2 separate regions of the Oryctolagus cuniculus genome follow, and region 2 is linked to region 1. A link is a contact called in public Micro-C data. All regions are on one chromosome and are shown on one strand. Each heading gives the region's core, a stretch centred on a gene start, on an enhancer-like site or on the middle of the called end of the contact. The rest is flanking DNA. Distances are from core to core; before and after follow the strand shown. Region 1 overlaps NT5C2 (5'-nucleotidase, cytosolic II). Region 2 holds the start of CNNM2 (cyclin and CBS domain divalent metal cation transport mediator 2).

Region 1 (4,543 bases), core at 1,297-3,796:
AACCAGCGGATGGAAGACCTCTTTCTCTGCCTCTGCTTCTCTATAACTCTGCCCTTCAAATAAATAAATAAATCTTTTATTTATTTTTTTAAAGATTTATTTATTTATTCGAAAGTCATAGTCACAGAAAGAGAGAGAGAGAGGTCTTCAATCCAATGGTTCACTCCAAAACTGGCCACAACAGTCAGAGCTGCACTAATCCGGAGCCAGGAGCCAGGAGCTTCCTCCGGGTCTCCCACACAGGTGCAGGGACCCAAAGACTTGGGCCATCTTCTACTGCTTTCCCAGGCCATAGCAGAGAGCTGGATCAGAAGCGGAGCAACCAGATCTCGAACCAGCGCCTACATGGGATGCCGGCACTTCAGGCCAAGGCATCAACCCGCTGCACCACAGCGCCAGCCTCAATAAATAAATCTTTTTAAAAAATCCTGCTAATGTGCTAGGGAGACAGCAGACAATGATCCAAATAACTGGGTTCCTCCCACCGTTGTGGGAGAACCAGATGGAGTTCCTGGATCTCAGCTTTGGCCTGGCCCAGCCCAGCCCAGCCTGAGCTGTTGCTGACATTTGACATTTGAAGGAGTGAACCAAGCCTATGGAAGAGCTCTTTCTGTCTTTCAAATCAAATACATCTTTCAAAAATAGTGGTTAAGGGGCCGGCACTGTGGCGCAGAGGGTTAATACCCTGGCCTGAAGCACCGGCATCCCATGTGGGTGCCGGTTCGAGACCCAGCTGCGCCACTTCCAATCCGCTCTCTGCTATGGCCTGGGAAAGCAGTGGAAGATGGCCCAAGTCCTTGGACCCTGCACCCATGTGGGAGACCTGGAGGAAGCTCCCAGCTCCTGGCTTCAGATCGGTGCAGCTCCGGCCGTTGTGGCCAACTGGAGAGTGAACCAGTGGATGGCAGACCTCTCTCTGCCTTTCCTTTCTCTGTGTAACTCTGACTTTCAAATAAATAAATGAATCTTTAAAAAAATAGTGGTTAAAATATTAATTTTACATAGTGTGTTACCACAATTTTTAATTTTTTAAAAGAATTTATTTTACTTGGAAGGCAGAGACACTGAGCGAGGGAGACAGACAGACAGAGGTCAGCCTTGGCATCAAGTACTTCAGCCGTCACCTGCTGCCTTCCCTTGGTGTGCATTAGCAAGAAGCTGTATCTAGGCACTCTGATACGGGATACCAGCATCCCAAGTGGCATCCGAACCACTGTGCCAAATGCCCTTCCCAGTATTACCTCAATTTTTTTTAAATGACAACTACTATGTAACATTTAAGAACAATACTTAATGTTAGTAGTGGCCTTTTCCAAGTACTTACAGACCTATTATGCATTTAATTCTTTTTCTTTTTTTATTTGACAGATAGAGTTAGTGAGAGAGAGAGACAGAGAGAAAGGTCATCCTTCTGTTGGTTCACCCCCCAAATGGTCACCACGGCCAGCACTGTGCCCATCCGAAGCCAGGAGCCAGGTGCTTCCTCCTAGTCTCCCTTGCAGGTGCAGGGGCTCAAGCACTTGGGCCATCCTCCACTGCCTTCCCGGGCCACAGCAGAGAGCTGGACTGGAAGAGGAGCAACCAGAGCTAGAACCCAGCGCCCGTGCGTTTAATTCTTACAACTTCCAATTGAAGTAGGTTCCGTATTATTCCCATTCAGCAAGTAATTCCTTCACTTGGTCAGTGCCTACCCCATCCCCCACCCCCAACCCCAGGGAGGGCTGGCAGCCGCGCAGCAGGGGCCTGGCTAGCTGGCACGTGGAGTGTGACCACGAGGGAAGCCCAAGTGCTTCAAGCTGACTGACCCGGAGCGTGACCAGCTGCACTTTCTTGGGCGTGTTACTTAATCTCTCCCAGCCTCCATTTTTTTTTTTTTATTTGTGGAATAAAGATAATAATAGTTCTTACTTCATGGGGTTGTTGTGATGAGTGAATGAGATAATTATAAATGTAAAATGCTCAGCACAGCACAGTGCCTGGCCCATGGTCATGGCTGCTGTTATTCCTGCACACGGTAGGGTGCTCAGGACACAGCCCTGGCCCTCCTGTACGAAGCCCTGGCCAGCTGGGCCCATGGGAGAGGAGGCTCTTGGAATCCAGCTCCATCGTTTCAGAGGAGGAAGCCAAAGCCCAAGAAAGGGAACAGTTCTCCGCACAGTCACCTCCTCCTGTCAGTCAACCAGGCTGTGATCCTGAGAGGCCTGTGTGGCTGGTGAGAGTCCCCCTCCCCCGCCAGGAGGGAGTCAGGCCAGCTCCGGGGCCCTCCCCAGGAGGACAGGCCGTCACCTGTCCACCGCAGCCTGGGCGCCGCCCACCTCCGCCCTCTTCCTGTAGGAGTGGCCCAGAGAACCTGGGAGACCAGCACTCTGTTTGGCCTCTGGCCTCTGGGGCGGGGGTGAAGGGAGGGCGGGGAGACGAAGGGTCCCGGGCACCTTGCCATTGCTGTGCCTTTGGTTAATATTTATTCTTTCTCCTTCCTCGGCCTGGAAACCACAGGAAAGCCAGCAGCGGCTTGTGAAACAGAGCCCTGGGGGCCGTGGCGAGCTGGTTCCTGTGGGATGACTCAGCAGTGTCCTGGGCCTGGATTTACGCAGTCCCTGGGGTGGGGTGTGGCTTCCATGGCTGTGATGAGGACCACACCATTCGTCTCTTGGGGGAATCTGTCTCCTGGGAGCCTGGGGGTGTCCTGGCAGCCCCCAGCTCATGAGCGGGCACCACTTGCAGGGCCCTTGCTGTGATCTCTTGGTATGAAGAGACCCCTGGTGTCTTGCCTGGAAGTGGAGACCCTCTCCCTCCCCAGGACCCCATCAGTACCGCCTCAGCCTGGACTTTCTGGGAAGGCGCTTGTAAACTGAGCCCTTGGTTCCTTAGCACAGAACAGCTCCCCGATCACAGCCCTATCCTTACTGCCAGCGAGCACCCTGTGCGCTTGCCCGGGCCTGGGGACCACCTTCCTCAGAATCAGTGAGGACAGGTTCCTGGACCACAGAACTACTGGATCAACAGCCGGCAGGACCTGGGCACCTGCACTGGGTGACGGCGTGGCTGATTGTTGTGCGACTGCAGAGGCTGCTCTGCCGAGGCAGGGCGTCCAGTTTCCCGACCACGACCGGGAGCTACGTGCACCAGCCTGCCTTCCTTGGGTCCTTCCCAGCATTCCCTTCTGACACTTCCCAGAGGACACTTGTTTCTCGGGCCAGCTCCTCTGTGCCACTTCCCCTGCCCTGTCCAGCCAATCCCACTGTCTTGTGCTGGACTTGCTCATCTGACTCCTTCCCTTGTGAGCTGCACCGGATGGGTGTTTCATTCTTTCACACACACCCCAAAATACTTTGCAGGAAGAAGGATTTTATTTTTTAAAAAAGATTATTTATTGTATTTGAAAGGCAGAGTTACAGAGAGAGAGGCAGAGAGAGATCTTCCATCTGCTGGTTCACTTTCCAAGTGGCCATAATGGTGTATGGATACAGTGGCCCAACCACCTGGGCCATCTTCCTCTGCTTTCCTGGGGCATCAGGGAACTGGATCAGAAGTGGAAAAGCTGGGACCCAAACTGGTGCTCATATGGGATGCTGGCGCTCAGACAGTGGCTTAACTCGATATGCCACGGTGCTGGTCCCAGGAAGAAGGCATTTAATGTATGTTTGTTGAGTGAGTGAATGATTGGAGACAGGGTCCCAGTCTAAATCATACAAATAGATTAGACTCATTGTGTAGCTGACACATACATTTATCACACAGGCTCCAGCTTCACAGTCTGTGACTAGGTCTAATGCTTGGTCTTCTCTTTGGAAGCTCTGGGTCTATATTTTGGTAAGAGGTGTTTGGTTAGCTATGTGTTAAGACTTAGATATACTTAATTTATAATTTTTTTTATTTTTTTAAAGATTTGTTTATTTACTTGAAAGGCACAGTTACACAGAGGCAGAGAGAGAGAGAGAGAAAGAGAGCTGAGAACTCAATGCAGGTGGCTGGGATCCAACTCGTGGACAGCCATCACTTGCTGTCTCCTCGGGTGCACATGAGCAAGAAGCTGGAGTGGTGAGTGGAGCCAAGAGTTGAACCCAGGTACTCCCAAATGGAATGCATAGTCTTAACTGGCATCTCAACCACTTGGCCAAACGTCTGACCTTTGAAAGTCCCAGAATGTATCTGTGGTGGGAGGTCAAGGAGCGGCTTCCTTTTGATCTGTTTGAGGCTGGAACCTGCCTAACGTTCTCTGCACCCTAGACCTCTTCCTAAGGATTATCGGTTTTGGAATCTCTGACCTTCAAACTCCAGTGATGTAAATGCCACTTCAGCGAGGCACACCCTGGACCTTGTCATGGCTGCCGCAGCCCAGAAATGCCGGCACACCGGTCTCTGGCCAGAGCTTCCTTGCCTTCAGCTGGCTCACTTCCCCGACACCAGCTCACAGCTCTCTGATGTCATGGTTGCCCTGGATTCCTCTTCCAGACCCCAGCAGTCTTGCAAGTGCTCTTCAGAGCATGGCTTCCCAAGAAAGGAGGCCCTGCGTGCCACCCGTGACTCAGCCTGTTGTGGC
Region 2 (4,543 bases), core at 1,478-3,977, 330 kb after region 1:
AAACTGCAGCCAGTCAAGAAATAAATAAGCTATAATTAACGGAGAAAGAGGCATGCCGTTGTTAAAGGTTCAAGCTGTTTGCCAAAACCACACTTGGTTTGGGATATTTTAGTTGTCAGGTCAATGTAAACAAGGAGGGAAGAAAGAGACAGGAGCCAGAGCCTCACAAAAGGTTAACTAACTCGCCTGCTCCGGTCAGCCCAAGTCACAGGTTAACAGCTCGCTTCAGTTCTCATGAAAACCTCTATCCTAGCTAAGGCAAGCCACATCCCGAATGAATGAATGAATGAATGAATTTTTGTGGCGGTACTTGGCTTAGGTGGTCCTCAGGCCTCAGAGGCAGACCTCAACCTATCCCCACCCCCACCCTCACCCCAGGGTGCCCGACGAGAAACAAGAAGCTATAGAGAATGAATCGCGCCTCTGAACCTTCACTGTGGTCGAGCGAAAGGACGAAGAAGTCTGTCCTAGGTTTAGAAAGCTGTTCCGATATTTCCCAGATGCCTGGGATTTGTTCCTGGCAACCAAATGGCATGGCATCAGCCCAGCCCCACTCAGAACCCAGACAGGGAGTGCGGCAGACCCCTGGAGACCCGAGCCCACCCCGTGCGCCGCGTAGGGGGTGCGGGGTTAGGGTATCACCGTGCACAGGAATCACCAAGCAAGGACGCGCCCGGCCGGCACTCTCGCGCCTTTGCGGACCAGTTCAATCCGTCCCCCCAATCCACGCCACCCTTTCAACTTCGCAACAAAGAGAGAAGGAGAAATTCCGGTCAACTCGCCTTGGGGGGTTGGTGTGAGGGTGGAGGACGCCAGTGTGTGTGTGTGTGTGTGTGTGTGTGTGTGTTTGGGGGTGGAGGTGGGGGGCGGGGATGGAGAGAGAAAGAGGAGCAAGCCAAGGAAAGAGACCAGAATCTCCCACCTTTCTTAAATTCCTCCAGCATAGCGTCCAATTTGGTGTCATTGAAAACAAAGTGCAAGGGGTGGTTATAAAACTTGGTGATGGTTTTCAGCGGAGTGCAGTCGTCCGGATCCACGAAGGCCAGGTCCTTGACGAAGAGCAGGTCCACGATGTTGGAGCGCTCGCCCTCGAACACGGGGATGCGCGTGTAGCCGCTCTCCATGATCTCCGACATGGTGTTGAAGTCCAGGATGGCCTCTCCGGTGATCATGAAGCAGTCGCGCAGCGGGGTCATCACGTCCTCCACCGTCTTGGTGCGCAGCTCCAGCGCGCCCTGGATGATGTTCAGCTCCTCTTTCACCAGGTCGTTGTAGGGGTCGGTGACCCGCAGCATCTCCAGCAGCTTCTCCCGGTTGTACACGGTGCCGATCTCCTGGCCCAGGACGCAGTCCAGCAGCTTGCTGACCGGGTACGAGGCCGGGAAGGTCATCATCATGAAGAACTTGGTGAGGAAGATGGTGTTGGCGCCGACGGCCAGGCCGTGCCGGGAGCAGATGGCCTGGGGCACGATCTCGCCGAAGATGACGATGCCGATGGTGGAGACCACCACGGCCACGAGGCCCGAGCCGGCGATGTCGTCCAGCAGGATGGTGAGCGTGGTGTTGACCAGCACGTTGCCCAGCAGCAGCGAGCACAGCAGGTAGTTGCCCTGCCGGCGCACGGGCTCGATGCGCTTGGCGTAGTTCTTCTCCTTCTCGGTGCCGCAGTTCTGCACGATGCGCAGCTCCATGGGGTCCAGGGCCATGAGCCCCAGGTTGAGGCCGCTGAACATGCCCGACAGGCAGAGCAGCAGCGAGATGAAGATCACCTGCAGCCAGAAGGGCAGCAGGAACTTCTTCTCCTCGCCCACGATCATCTTGGTGTCCTCGCCGTCGTGGTAGATCCAGGTGGTCTCGGCCCAGGGCGGCGGCGGCAGCCCGGCCACCCCCGCGCCGCCCTTGCCGCCGCCCTTGCCGCCCGCCGAGCCCGGGCCGCCGGCGCCCAGCGCGGGCGTGGAGAGCGACGTGCACAGGTAGTAGGACTTGCTCTTCTCCATCTTGCGCAGCGGCTTGATCTCGATCTCGATGATGCCAGACGTGCGGCGGTTGAGGATGATGTGCGGCAGGATGATGATGTCCGAGGTGCGGATGCCGCAGCGCTGGGGGCCGCTGTCCGGCTCCGGCGGCGCGGGGCCGCCCAGCCCGCGCTCGCCGGGGCTGTGGCGCTGCCGCTCGTGCTCGGTGAAGGCGATGCGGGACCACGTCTCGTTGTTGATGTTCTGCCCGTACACCCGCAGCTTGACCCGGGTGCGTTCGCTCACCCGCAGCGCCCCCCCTTCCATGAACGACACGTCGTTCGTGTCCTCCAGCCGCAGCCCGATGATCACGGTCTCCTCGCTCTCGCCGGCCGCGGCGCAGCCGCCCGCGCCGCAGCAGCAGCTCAGCAGCAGCAGCAGCAGCAGCCGCGCCGCCGCCGCCTGCAGGACCCCCCGGTCGCGGGCGCTGGGGCTGCGGCGCGCCGCCATCTTCCAAGTGGGCAGTGCGGCGGCTGCCTGCCCGCCCGCCATCTTTACTTCGGGTTCACAAGCGCCACAGCCAATCATAGGGTGGCTGCTCCAGCTGCGGCCTCATCCTTCTACCCGGCGGCGCGAGCACAGGCACCGGCCCCGGGGCGAGACTGCAGCGGAGCGTCAGCGCCCAGTGCTTATCAGTCCGCCTCCCTGACTGACACTGATTCGGCCGCAGCCAGCGGAGAAACCCCGAGGCTCGCGGGCAGGGGGGGGTGGGGGGCGGGAGTGAGAAGGAGGGGCGGGCTCGCCGCTCCCGCGAGAGGCAGGTCAGCCAGCCAATCACGAGCGGGAGCCCGCCCTCACAGCCAGGGGGCTGGAATGGGGGCGTGGCCGCACGCAGTGCTGTGGGCCAATAGCAAGGTAAGTGGGTGGGGCGAGGAGGGCCACGGTCCTCCTCAGCACGACAAGTTTCCTACTGAAAGGCGCGTGACTCTTGTGTATGTGCGAGGGGAGGAGGCGTGGCCGGCCGGGACGCGAGAACCAGTCAGAGATGAGAACCGTAGGGGAGGGGGCGGGGCCTCCCGCCCGGCTGCCAATGGAAAGGAGCTGTCCGAGGGTCCGGTTCTCCCTGAGGGGGCTCGGTAGTAGATCCCCGCGCCCGGCTGGGCCGGGTGGGGCCAGAGCCCCGCAGCGGGAGGCCGCCCTTTCGGCGGCACAGCCTTGCCGGTTCCGTAGAGCTCTATGCGGGGGCCGCAAAGACTGCACCCTCCGGTCCCGGTACCCCGAGAAGCCGACTAAGCACGGCTTAGGCGCCACATGGCCTAAAAAGAAGACCGGGCACCAGCCATGCCCCCACCCGCCCGCTACTCGTGCGCGCCGCTCTGCGGGAGTCAGCGGCAGCCAGGCGGCCCCGGCACCGAGGCAGAGCGGCTCTCAGACCGCCCGCCGCTTCGCGGAGCAGCGCGCTCTCTGCGGTCACGTGGCGCCACCTGCCGGCGCTGTGGGCGCCCTGCAACACTTTCCAGATGGGCTGCCCACCCCAACAGGTGTGCGGGAATCCAGACTAGGGGCGTTACTTGTTGGTCCTAAGAATTCCCATGTGGTCTTGCTGGAAGGACTGTATACACGTATTCGCTGTATCCCATCCATGTGAAATAGGAAACGCCCAGAACTTGCGTTCCTAACAGGCTATCAGGCAAGTTTGGAAAAGGAGTGGAATTTTTTTTTTTTTTTTTTTTTTTTTTTTTTTGACAGGCAGAGTGGACAGTGAGAGAGAGAGAAAAAGGTCTTCCCTTTGCCGTTGGTTCACCCTCCAATGGCCGCCATGGCTGGCGCGCTGTGGCCCGCCGATCTGAAGGCAGGAGCCAGGTGCTTCTCTGGTCTCCCATGGGGTGCAGGGCCCAAGCACTTGGGCCATCCTCCACGAGGCAGACATCTTAAAAAGGTCCATAAAAGTTCCTGGGTTTCCCGCCCCCAGAGGCAGAGAGGCAGAGAGGGGGCTCCCATCCGCTGGCTCACTCCCCAAGGGCTGGCACGGCCAAGGCTGAGCTAACCCTAGGCCAAAAGCTGAGAACTGAGTGAGAGACCAAAGTACCTGAGCCATAACCTGCTGGCTCCAAGGACGCGCATTAAAAAGAAGATGGGCTGGAAGCAGTGACTGAGACACTTGGACATGGGGTGCAGGCACCCAGACCCCCGAGGTCCTGACCACTAGGCTGAACACCTGCCCCAGGCTCATTTTAAAGCACACTGACCAAACCCTGCCAGCATGTTTCTAGCAGAAAAAAAAATTTTTTCTAGAGACCCAACTGTCCAGAACTCACAAACCCACTGGGAACATGCAGTAGCAGAGTAGCTGCCGAACTGCTCTTTTTCTCTCAATGTAAATATTCAAAAAATAATTAGCTCCTTGCCTTTTATTTATTTATTTATTTATTATCTATTTTTGTATTCCACAGGCACATTCTCCTCCCTTTTTGTAAACACATCAATCCTTTCTGAAGAATTTCGAGTCTGGTTCATTTCTGGGATGGCTGCAGTGGTCTCTCCTCTCCTACACCTGTTCTCTCTGCTCCCCAGCCTAGCACCCGGGC

The links. A called contact is a pair of places that touch in the nucleus more often than the background predicts.
Region 2: a Micro-C map of ear pinna shows a contact between it and region 1, with 19 times the contacts expected there. The contact joins the promoter of CNNM2 here to the enhancer-like site in region 1. A contact is called at or near these places in 2 of 6 Hi-C or Micro-C datasets (ear pinna and an unstated tissue).

What each region holds. Positions count from the first base shown.
Region 1 is chr15:26,757,150-26,761,692 of mOryCun1.1, forward strand. The region is part of intron 1 of NT5C2 (5'-nucleotidase, cytosolic II); the gene reads left to right. Among named protein-coding and RNA genes, the nearest start is that of INA, 29 kb to the left of the region's middle. Within about 2 kb of position 2,547, at least 2 of the 8 cell types and tissues checked have an H3K27ac peak or open chromatin away from gene starts, as enhancers often do. A contact at or near this core is called in ear pinna, where this site is marked.
Region 2 is chr15:27,088,619-27,093,161 of mOryCun1.1, forward strand. It overlaps CNNM2 (cyclin and CBS domain divalent metal cation transport mediator 2), which reads right to left and starts at 2,728. Exons shown (of 8, transcript XM_008270433.4): 1 at 923-2,728. The coding sequence starts at 2,543.